3 separate regions of the Mus musculus genome follow, and regions 2 and 3 are each linked to region 1. A link is a contact called in public HiChIP or PLAC-seq data. All regions are on one chromosome and are shown on one strand. Each heading gives the region's core, a stretch centred on a gene start, on an enhancer-like site or on the middle of the called end of the contact. The rest is flanking DNA. Distances are from core to core; before and after follow the strand shown.

What was found. HiChIP or PLAC-seq counts read pairs in DNA pulled down with a chosen protein or histone mark.
Region 2: a contact with region 1 is called in an HNF4G HiChIP or PLAC-seq map of pancreatic cancer cells. The contact joins two enhancer-like sites. A contact is called at or near these places in 1 of 115 datasets of contacts at active chromatin or transcription factors (pancreatic cancer cells) and 1 of 9 other capture datasets (adipose tissue).
Region 3: an H3K27ac HiChIP or PLAC-seq map of double positive thymocytes shows a contact between it and region 1, with 3 times the contacts expected there. The contact joins two enhancer-like sites. A contact is called at or near these places in 4 of 115 datasets of contacts at active chromatin or transcription factors (acute myeloid leukemia, double positive thymocytes, large pre-B cells and 1 more).

Annotation. Positions count from the first base shown.
Region 1 is chr14:25,515,442-25,519,246 of GRCm38.p6, reverse strand. All of the region lies in intron 2 of Zmiz1 (zinc finger, MIZ-type containing 1), which reads right to left. Among named protein-coding and RNA genes, the nearest start is that of Mir3075, 17 kb to the left of the region's middle. Within about 2 kb of position 1,881, at least 190 of the 459 cell types and tissues checked have an H3K27ac peak or open chromatin away from gene starts, as enhancers often do. A contact at or near this core is called in double positive thymocytes and pancreatic cancer cells, where this site is marked.
Region 2 is chr14:25,823,341-25,827,335 of GRCm38.p6, reverse strand. No RefSeq gene overlaps it. Among named protein-coding and RNA genes, the nearest start is that of Anxa11, 17 kb to the left of the region's middle. Within about 2 kb of position 1,290, at least 24 of the 459 cell types and tissues checked have an H3K27ac peak or open chromatin away from gene starts, as enhancers often do. A contact at or near this core is called in pancreatic cancer cells, where this site is marked.
Region 3 is chr14:25,057,438-25,060,989 of GRCm38.p6, reverse strand. The region is part of intron 2 of Gm41112 (a long non-coding RNA gene); the gene reads right to left. Among named protein-coding and RNA genes, the nearest start is that of Gm41112, 8.5 kb to the right of the region's middle. Within about 2 kb of position 1,404, at least 6 of the 459 cell types and tissues checked have an H3K27ac peak or open chromatin away from gene starts, as enhancers often do. A contact at or near this core is called in double positive thymocytes, where this site is marked.

The DNA.
Region 1 (3,805 bases), core at 632-3,131:
CAGAAATCCGCCTGCCTTTGCCTCCAAGTGCTGGGATCAAAGGCTTATGCCACCATGTCCGGCTTCCTGCCTGCTTCTTAAATCCCAGCCTCAAGCAGGTGAGCAACAAGCTGAGTTCAATCCACATGCTTGTTGAGACCTATAAATGTCCTCAGTTGTAAACAAACAAATAAACAAACAAACAACTAAATGAATAAAATACTACCATTACCTGACACACAGTATTCTCAGGGTCACTCGCTATCCTTGTCTCCTCAAAAGCATAAAATCACCGTCACGGGACAACCAGTTAGTTGTATTCCCATTATTTATCCCCCATGTCAAAAGCACCTGCCACAGAACCAACCCCCAGTCAGACATTGCACCACACCCAGCCCTCCTCACCTGCTGGTCCAGTGAGACACTGCACAGCCCTGAGGATCAACCTCAAGGGAGTAGAGCTGACTCTGGCGATCCAGAGTCTGCATGCTGGGCCCTCCTGGGACATGCTGGAGCTGCTCTTCCAGAAGCCACCTGTGTGGGTGGCCATGTGCATGTGAGGGCACCTCCATGTGCCCACGGGAAGCTGGAGGCCAGAGTCATTGGATCCCCCTAGTATTACAGGCAGTGTGAGTGCTGGAAAGCAAAGTTAGGTCCTCGGGAAGAGTAGTATATGCTCTTAACCATGGAGCCTTACTTATTTAATTTTTGTATGCGTTTGTGTGCACATAAGGTCAGTGTTGAGTGTCTTCTGTATTCACTCTCCATATTCTTTGTGTGTGTATGTGTGTGTGTATGTGTTTGTTTTTGAGACATGGTGTCTTACTATGTCTTACCAGCTCTGACTTGCCTGGAACTCACTCTGAAGACCAGGCTAGCCTTGAATTCACGGAGATCTGCCCGCTTCTGCCTCCCTAGTGGTGGGATTAAAGGTGTCTGCCACTACACCTGGTTTTCCACATTGGTCTTTTGAGACAGGGTCTTTCACTGAACCTGGAGCTCACCAGTTCTGCTTGACTGGCCAGCTGCTGAGCCTCAGGGCTACCTGTCTACCTGTCTCCACCTCCCCATCCTCCAGACTCAGTGTGTAGCAGAGGAGAGCCACAGATAGTTAGGTATTTCTAATGCATTTCTCTTATTCTTTAATAAATACACAGCATAAATAAATAAAACAAAATTTATGTTCTTTCGGGTTCTGATTTTAGAATCTAGTCACAAATGTCTTAAGTTTCTTGGGCCAAATTTCTACAAACTCACTACAGTGAAGTTTTGGCAGAAGAGTGTTTGCAGAGAAAACAAAGCAGAGAGGTTAGTGCCTGCCCTGAGCATATGACAAAGCCTAGGTCTCGGGTGCTGGGAGCGTTCAGCAGCAGCCTCTCTCCAGCCCATGCCTAGCCCTACACAATCTCTGGGCTTGGTAAAGAACCTCTAGAGAATGAGGCGACTGGATGAAGATGGCAATGCTGAAGTCTGGGATCCAAGATGGTGTCCTTTCCCAGGATTCCCTGAAGCCCTCCTCTTTCTTCCATCAGCCTCCTCTGGTGATCGTTGGCAGGGGCTAGAAGCATCAATCTCTCTTTGGATCATACCAGGAGCTCCAAGCATACCCCTGATGCTACAACCTCATTCCTGAGCCTTGATTCTGTGGACTCTAGCACAGGCCCCAGCCTTCTTTTGACCTTGGTCTCCCTATATATTTGTCTTTGGGATAGGCCTCGATGGTGTTGGTTCTAGGGCCTCACAGTTCTAGGGCCATCTGGGGCTTTGCAGCTGGAGACCCTGGCTGGGCCCCACTGCCTGCCTTCCTGCTGAGAACAGGATGTGGGTGTCAGGAGGTGAGGAGAGCATGGGGCCGGGTTGGGAGTGGCCTTGGGTTGGGACTTCCTGAAGCCAGATCGGTTTACCACAGTCAGTTGGGCTCAGGACCGCACAGCTGTGAGTTATAAATGGCCCTCTCAGAGCAGGGTCTAGAGGCCCTGATGCCAGTGGAGGCAGCAAGTGTCCATAGTGCCTACCCAGGGGTCTTCCCCAGCTAACGGCCTAGCCTCTGGAAGCCAGTTCTATCTGTCCTGCCCTCTCGAGCTATGAGTTCTCTTTATACCTCACTCTGAGATTACTGATAAGGGGGCTGACACCATCTTCTCCTTAGCCTTCAAGTGAGAATCCTGTGGTCTTGGTGACTAGGGAGATCCTTTTGAGCAAGGCCAATGACCTGACACAGGACACAGGGTCCCTGACACCAAACTGGGCACACAGCCAGCTACTCCAACGACAACCCAACAACTCAGCAACCTGCTTCCCATAGCCTAACTGCCTTCCAGTGCCCGCACCAGAGCATACACAGGGGAGGAGGGAGAGAGAGTACCGAGGTCTCAGCCTGCTTGCAGTGGCCCTCAGCTTAGCAAAGCAGCAGCAACTCGGCCTAGCGCCAGGCCTTGGTGTGATTCGCATCCCCGGCAGGAGGTGTTCTGAGGGCCCCTTCCCCCTGTGGGCTGCCTGGAATCAATCCTTCAGGCCATGCTCAGCCTGGGGCACACCACATGGTCAAGAATAAGAGGGACAGTGCCTCCTACTGGGACCAGTGAAGGGGGACACAGAAACAGGCACAGTGGCAAACTGTAGTTCAGGTCTATGACAGCTGAAGTTTATGGCATTTTGGAGGCCCTCTTGAAAAAATATGTAAAATTGTAAATGCCTATTTAGAGTTAGAAAAATCAGAACAAACTCCTGGATCCTCAGGGATCCAAATCCCATTTCTGGTGAGGCTTCTTTAAATGACTGACCAGAAATACTTATAGCGAGAAGCTCCCAATTACAACTTGTGACACCTCTCTACCTGTAACACTCCACAGCTCCCAGGAACTCCAAGTCTCCAGCCAGCTTCTCCCTAACTTTGCCAATCATCATCATGGTAACGAAACTGTTAATACCGACTAACTTAGGGCCATTAGCTGTACCATTCTAAGTACTTTATGTCAACTGACTCATTTAGTCTCATGACATCCTGGGAAGTACACGCTGTACCCATTTTAAAAGATGAGGAAACATAGAGGGACACGAAGAAAACAGCTCAAGGTCACCGCCAGGATAGGAACCCAGACAGGCTGGCACTGTGCCCTGACCAGTCCTCTCGGCCACCGCACCGAGAAGCTGGAGAGACTCCAAAAGCAGCAGCAGCAGCAGCAGCAGCAGCAGCAGCAGCAGCAACCAAGGGCAGATGCTAAGTATACCCATTCATGTATGCATTCATCCATGAACGACATCACTGATTCATCCCACCTGGCACCAACGCCTCAGCGAGTGAACAGGCCCCCTGCTCTGCCTCACCATACTGGGTCTTCTGCATAGGCAGAAATGGATGCTGCCTCCGCTTGCCAGGGCAGATAGATAGATAGGGTTTGGAGCGGGAGAGACCTTAGACATGGACAGGGCTGGTAGTGGGGTGGTGGAAGGGGCTGCTCAACGTCACCCAGCATGCTGCCAGGTTCTATCCCACATCAGAGAGAAGAAGTGGCTGGAGAGGAGTGGCCACAGGGGCCAGCCTGTAAGAACAGTGAGCTCCTGAGAGGTCTGCAGCTAGTCCTTTGGAGGGCAGGGAGAATTGCTGGAAGCCTGGGGTCATGAAGTCAAATGATGGTGGAACAGGCTAGCTGGTGGCTGATGGAGGAGGAACAGGAGGAAGAAGAGGAGGAAGAAGGGGAGGAGGAAGAGGAGGAGGAGGGAGGGGAGGAGGAAGGGGAGGAGGAAGAGGAAGAGGAGGAGGAGGTAGTGACAGGTGTCTTTGGCCATTCCAGCCATGCCTTTGTTCTTCCCTCGCCTCCCATTT
Region 2 (3,995 bases), core at 41-2,540, 310 kb before region 1:
TGAGTGTGGGTGTTCATGGACTCTAAAAGAGGGTACCCTATCCCTTGTAGCTGAACTTACAACAGGTCATGAGAAACCTAGTATGGCTGGGAACCAAACTTGGGGTCCTCTTCAAGAAAAGCAAGTGCTCTAAACTGCCCAGCCATATCTCCAGCCATGCACCTCATCACCACTGATTTTACAACTCATGTCATTAGGACCTTTATCCCTGTTTGTATCTATCACTACAGGAAGCTCAGGGCTATCAGTCATCCCTTACCTCCCAGGCTTGCACGCCCTACATCCTGTGTGGTTCTCTCCATAGCTCTGTCTTTCTTCATAGCCGGAACTTCAACCAAGATACAATACTGTAAAAGTAACTTTTATTTGCTAGATGTAATTGTCACCTCTGAGGCTTACTGCTGAATAAGCTCACCCTTTCTAGCTCTTTCTGTACTCTGACTGACTGGTTCAACTCAGCTGTTTTGGCCCAAACTCTTCTCCAAGCTAACTGATTCAAAATGACTTCTTTAGGCTTCTGACTGAGTTGCTCTGCTTGGTCTCAAACTAACTCCGGCAATCTGTTCTAATCTTCTGGCTCCTTCTCATTCTCTGGCTTGTTCTATCTTCACCTGAAACCTATCTTTGTAAGACTATCTCAGTAAAACTGCCTCTGATGACTGTATGGAACTGTAGGGAACTCACAGAGGACCTCAACTCCACTGCAATAACTGAACGGAACTCAGCTATACTCCCGAAGAGCCCAAAGTAATTCCCAGCATTGGTCTGTATCTATTGTATATATCACTACATTGTATCTATCGCCCCCATTTCACTGCATATCCTCTAGCCCTACATTCTTTTCAGCTTCAGTAAAACCACCTGGCCTGTGTTAGCTCCATAAAAGCTGAGATAAGACTGCTGCCTTGTTCAAATAGCCTTGAGCCTGTACAAACATCCTGCTATCATAAAAAGTCACATGCAGGACTAACCCTCAATTTATGAATTCCTTCTTTCCCACCCCCTGAACATCGGCTTGTGGTTTTATGCTTTAAGAACCTGCTCCCTCCTTCCAAGGTTGAGGCTTCAACTCCCTATCCTGACTGCCTCCCTAGCCAGCTAGAAGTGCTTCTCGAGGTGAATAAAGTTGCTTCTGGTTTGTTTCTGACTCTGGTGGTCCTGCCCTCATTATTAACACAACCCTAGACCCCACCCCACCCCAACACTCCACTCTGAACTACACCAAACTGACTCAACTGACTTACACTCACGAATTGTTCTCCACTCACACACCGTTGTTGGGGATTAAGGGCGTGTCTGTATTCCAGCCGGAGCGATTAAAGATGTGTGTCATTGAAGCCAGATCACACAGACCTAGAAGGTCTTAGGCTGTGATCCCTTGTCAGAGCAGCCGTGTTGCTGGATTAAAATTCCTCTACACAATACAGCCAATCTACATGTTCATCTCCCATGGTAAGGGATAGAAGGGACTCCCAGGTCCAAAGGAAACTTCATCTTCCCATATTCCAAAAGGCAGAAAAGATAAATGGTCAGCTGTGGTACCTATTAGCATAACACAATTGACGTTGGCTTCCAGGGTCCCAACATCACAAGTGGCTGTTACACATTGCAGAGTCCATACTAGCATCCCCAGCTCTCCTCACCTCCTCCCCTGTCCCAAACTACTGAGAAGACACCTTCAGGGTGTGTCCATGAGCAAGTGATGGCAGGCTTTCGGTATTGTCATTTCTGTGGCCCTTGACCAGTTTTCTTTTTCTTTCTTTCTCCCCCCCCCCCCCACCCCCCGAGACAGGGTTTCTCTGTATAGCCCTGGCTGTCCTGGAACTCACTTTGTAGACCAGGCTGGCCTCAAATCCAGAAATCTGCCTGCCTCTGCCTCCCAAGTGCTGGGATTAAAGGCATGCGCCACCACACCCAGTTTATTGATCAGTTTTCTACTGTAATGCAAATGTTTGTAAATGCTTGTCTTCCCAAAAGGTGATTCCCAGGGATTATTATATTAAAAAGCAAGCTCCTCCGGTGGGGAAGGTCAAACAGCCCTCAGTGACAAAGGGTAACCCTTAAACAATGGATCAAGTGTTCTCTTGCTGCGGATTGGTTCAGACTGGAATGACAACTGGATCTGGGGAGGCCTTACGGAGGCAGGACTTCTGAGCAAGAGAGGAGACACAGGCAGGGAGCAGAAGGGAGACAGACGGGGCTGGAAGCATACAGTGAGAGCCACGAGGAGAGACTGGGAGGGGATAAGTCAGGATAAGTTAGATGAGCTAGCTAGAGACTGGCCCCAGCAAAAGGCCACAGCTTTAAACCAAATAGATACCTCTTACCTCTGTGTCTTAATTAAACTTCAAGTGGGACAGGTCAAGTTATTCATTCTCATTGTGGCCCTGCTATTTCAACTAGGTCCCCCCCCTTTTTGCCTACTCTTCCTCTCTCCCCCCCTTCTCTTTGTCTTCCTTGCTCTGTCTCCCTCTCTCTTCCTTGCTCTGTCTCCCTGCTCCTCCCCCCTCCCCCGCACTCTTTTGTTCTCTCACACTCTTCCTCTATTCTCCCTCCATCCCACCCTGATCAGGTGCAGTCCGATGCCCATCTTCAGTCTTTCAATCTCTCCCCTGGACTCTTCCAGATGCCCCTGGATGTCTCTCCCCCGTACTCTCCAATAAAAACAGTCACCCTGACTGCAGCCCACATCAGTTTGTCCATCAGGTGCCAAGACTGAGGAGAGGCATACAGGACATAAATGGACTCTGCCTCTCCTAACCAAACCACGTTGCTAATTTGACTCTCCTAAGGTGTGGCTCATTTGCATCTGCTGGTTTCTACCACCCACTACTTTCCACTCTAGATTTTAGGGTCTGCCTCTCCAACGGCTTCTTCCCTCCCTGCCTCTCAGCTGGGATCAGGTCGTCTCTTGGAGCCTGCTATACACCCTGGGTGCCCATCAGGTGCAGATGCTCTGCCCCTCTCCTCTTACTTGGGTGTCACCTCAGAGCCACCTGCTCTGGCTCCTAGATCCCGCTACTGCTACGAAAGTCACATAGATACATCAGGCAGCGTCTGACATCCTATGGAAAGAGATGTCTCTCCTTTGTGATTTGGGCATCTCTCCCTGGCACGTTTCTCTTGTCTGCTTGAGGGTGCCCTGGATTGAAATTCTTGTCATGAAAACACTTCCCCTTCTCTCTCCCACCTTTGCTCTCCCTCCCTGCAAGCTCTCAGCTTGCTTCAGGAGCTTCCTGGAATCCTTGCTCTGGTGGAATTCCTGTTTATGACTCTTTCCCTAAGCACATTTCCCACTAGGGGCTTCCTGCTCTAAGATAAATATGTGCTTCCAGTATCTTAGAGACAGAGGGGCTCTTAGACAGTGAAATCCTCCCTCTGTTTGTGACAAGTTTCTTAGGCGCTCTTACCCCATCTTCTCTCCCGCTTGTGCTGTCTCTATAGCCATGAATTCTTCCCAGTTAGAGCACTTCTCACCCGCTTTCTCTAATCTCTTCCTCCCAAGAAATCTATTGTCTTACAGCAAGCAGCTTGGCCTCAGTACAGTTCCAATGGCCAAAGATGATAGACTTAATTTTCAAATTCTCACAGATTGTAACAACTCCTGCCACTGTACAAATAAATAATCCCCAAATCCTTTTCTTCAGACTTTCTCTGCTCTCCGCTCTCAAAATACTCTTCTGTATGGGGCTCCTTTGTCTCCTGTTCTTAAGTCTGAGCCTTCTTCGCTCTCTGCTTGTTCTAGTCCCTCCCTCTAATCACTGGATTTAGTCTTACTGGATTCAAAGGTCTTTTGGATATGGGTAATATTTTAAAATTTGTTTTATGCTGTTCTACTCCATAAAAAATAGTTGGCTCTGTAGTTGGGTTGTAACACTCCTTCTCCAGACCCATTCCTGTGTATTTAAAAGTTTCCTCCAAAATCTCTGTCTTGGGACAGGCAGGCCACCTGACTTTGTGACTGGGAGAAGGATAACACAACAGAGCTTTAAAAC
Region 3 (3,552 bases), core at 155-2,654, 460 kb after region 1:
AACCCAATCACTCATTCACTCACAGGCTTATTAATTCAACAGCTTATATTAAGCTGTTGTAATACGTTGCATGTTCGTGGCTGCTTAAACATGATGGCAGAGGTGGGCTCTGAGATGACTCGACTCATGTTCTCATAGTAACGGCAGGGCTGAACTCTTCTGTGCAGAAGAACTGAGTGTGGGCTCACAGAGGCAACGGCAGCCGGCAGCCTCAGCAATATGGGGGCTACTAGGCAGGAACCGCTCTGAATGTCCAGTTTCTTGTCCTTACTCAGTTATTTGTGAAGTGCTTTGGCCAGGCTACCTCCCTCCCTCCTTCCTTTGTATTAAATATGCATCATGTCCTACAGAAGACGCTGGGAATGCAAATGAAGTCCTGGAGAAAACAGGCCGGAAACGAGATTGTTATGCCATAATGCGACTATCTAAGCAAGCACAAGGCATGATGGGAATTCAGAAGTGGCCACTCCCCTACTCCCACTTGACTATCTTGGACAGCTTTGTCAACAGGTGACGCTGAGAGTTCCCTCTGCCCGGCTGAGCACTTGCACACTCTAGACTACAAGCGAGGCTGCAGTACAGGCCTATAGGTTTTGCCTAGACCAGAACAGACTCTTGGACCCTCCTCTCATTGCCTGGAATCTCTGGGCCTCTCTGGCCTGGTTGGATGGTCTCAGCCCCCTTGAGCCCTCCTTGCTAAGTGCAGAACCTGGCACTGCTCAGAATCTAAAATGAAGAGCTCTGGTCTCATCCTATCCCATGCCTGTTCTTATTCAGCTGCAATAGGGTCCTAGAAGTAAGAAACCCTTCCACCTGCCCCTGGATGCCAGGCCCTGGGGACCCCGCAGAGCTCATCCTGCCACTACAAGAATGGCCTTATCTTGCAAGAGCAACTTTCAGGTGGGTTAGAGGAGGAAGAAAACTTCAGAGCAGAAGCCAAGGTCAATGTTGAAATGTTGAGCAGTGCTGCTTGCCCCGTGTTCCTCTCTGTGGCATCTTTTTGCAGTGTAACTTGGAAATGAAAGTCAGGCATAGAATACACTGATAAAAATGATATGATTGTTGTGACTAACAAAGTATTTGACTATCAAATGAAACTTGGGTTCCAAACCAAGTATTAATAAAATAAATATTGACAACAACTGATTTTCTACTTCTTACACTCTCTGTTGTTTAAATGGAATAACAGAAGCAAAATTGCCCTGGGCTTGTGCACCTACAGAGTGTCTGCTTGTTGAGTTAAGTATTCAAGGTAAACTTGCTGTATCACTCTGAATATGTGTCTCTACCTCTCTGGTTCAATGTGCTCTATAAAACAGGGCTAGCATCACTACACTATGGGATGTGGCGAATGAACCGAGAAAAGCAAGACTGCGTTTTCCGTGGTACCTTTCATCTCCTCCGTCAGCCTGTTTTAATTTGCAGCCCCTTCGGAACCACTCAGCATTGGTTGCCCTGATAAAAGTAGGTCACAGGGTGAGATGAGGGGCCACTTCCTTCCACCTTGAGCTCACAGGGACACCCAGTTCCAAAGACTCGAGAAATGGTCTCCCTTACTGAGTGAGGGCCCAAAGGAAGGCTGAGGAAGTTTCTATACTTCAGTAGCAAGCTTTCTCCACCTCCCACATCCAAGGCTTGTACAGTTTTTGAAGGGCCCAGAGTTGTCTTCCTGGGTTGGGGATGAAAGGAACAATGAGGAGGTTTACCTTCAAAAGCCCACCCTGGCTCCTGTGGCCGCCTCCCTCGACTGCGGCGCTCCTGTGAATTATGCATGAGGTTCTGGTGGGAGCCGTGTGCCTTTTCAAATATTTCTCTAATTGATGAGTGGGGCTTTGATGAATGTCTGTAGAACCCGGAGCATCTGATCACAGGAATTCTGTCTTGTTCCTCCTTGACAGATGTTTATTTGACGTAAAGGGGGTGCAAGGTCCAGGGAGCTGCTTCTCTTTATTGTAAACAGAAAGCCTATGGTTTTGTTCCTAAATCCTAACAAGGACCATTCTCTGAGGTCTGACGCCCGCCATCAGTCAGATGAACCGGCCGCGGGCAGAAAGCTCAAGTGTGCAGCCCTCATGTAGGCTGAGCCCTCCTTTTATCCAGAGTGCTCTTCTGTCTATTGAGGAATGCCTCCTGAACTTCATCTATGAGGAGAGACAGAACCCTCTAGAACCAGGGTGTATAGGTGTCAGGGACCATTCATTTCCCTCTACTGGACTGATTGTGATGATGTCCCATGGTCCCAGCACTGGGATGCTGGCATGGGTTGAGAGATGGGCACTGTCGCTGAGGCCTTGAAAGGCTCTGTGAGTGGCACCCTGGCTCTCAGTATGATGTGTGCATACTTCCCTAGTTTCTCCTCCCAGGGAAAGGCAGAGCTGCACATCCCAGGCCAACATCAGAGGCCTTCTTCCTCTCAATTCAACTCATCTCTCTCCATCTGCCACTCCCTCCCACACAGGACCCCTGAGTTTCAGCCTCCTTGGTGCCCTATCTATTACTTATACAAGGCATGATATTTCCATGAAGCCTTACTGGTACTACATATTGTAACATGGCACTGTTGAAATTGTCAGATCTGGTGTTTAACATGCTATGTTGGTCTCATTCAAGTCATATGATAACAGTGCATGATGTTAGGTCTAGGACAAGAGATTGATTGGGTTTTTTGCTACGACCTCTCACTTCAGGACATAAGGCCAACATGTACATGTGTGAGTGCATGCGCACATGCACACACACACACACACACACACACACACACGCGCGCGCGCGCGCGCACACACACAATTATTTATTAAGTTGCTGGAATATATAGTTTATGTGCACTTGCCAAAAAATTCTCCTTTCTCTGGCTTCCTGCTTTTTGGCTGAGGGACCTGTGCCAGAATACTGTACCTGTGTGATGTGCACCCTACATATCTAGTGTGGAATGGGGAAAGGGATGTGCAAAGACTTATAGTTTTGATTGCCAGCTAGTCACAAGTCTACCCCCTTGTAAGAGGGAAACTCAAAGGAAGAATTGTCTAGATCAGCCTGGCCTGTGGGCACGTCTGTGGGGGTGTCTTGATTTATAATTGATACAGAAGGGCTCAGCCCACCATGGGCAGTACCATCCTTAGGAAGTTGAGTCTGGGATGTATTAGAAGGCCAGCTGAACAAATTAGAGAAGCACAACAGTAAGCAGAACCCCCCCCCCCGCCCCATGGTTTCTCCTTCAAGCTCCTGCCTTGAATTCTTGCCTTGACGTCCTTCAGCGATGGACTGTAAGCTATGAAATGAAGAAAGCTCTCTGTTCTCTAGTTGCTTCTGGTCATGGTATTTCACACAGCAACAGACCGCAAGCTTGAACATGGCCTCCTTCATTTTGCCTTGTGACCCACCATGCATAGGGAACATGTTTAAGTCACTGACCTGCAGAAACTGCCGGAGGGAAGGGAGTCTGTGTTGGCCTGTGTTGGAGCCTACATGCTGGAGTGCAAGGTCAGAATGGTGACTCTAACATGGTGTGAGTTGTGCTAAGGTCTGGGGGCCTGTTCCACCAGGCAGAGGAGA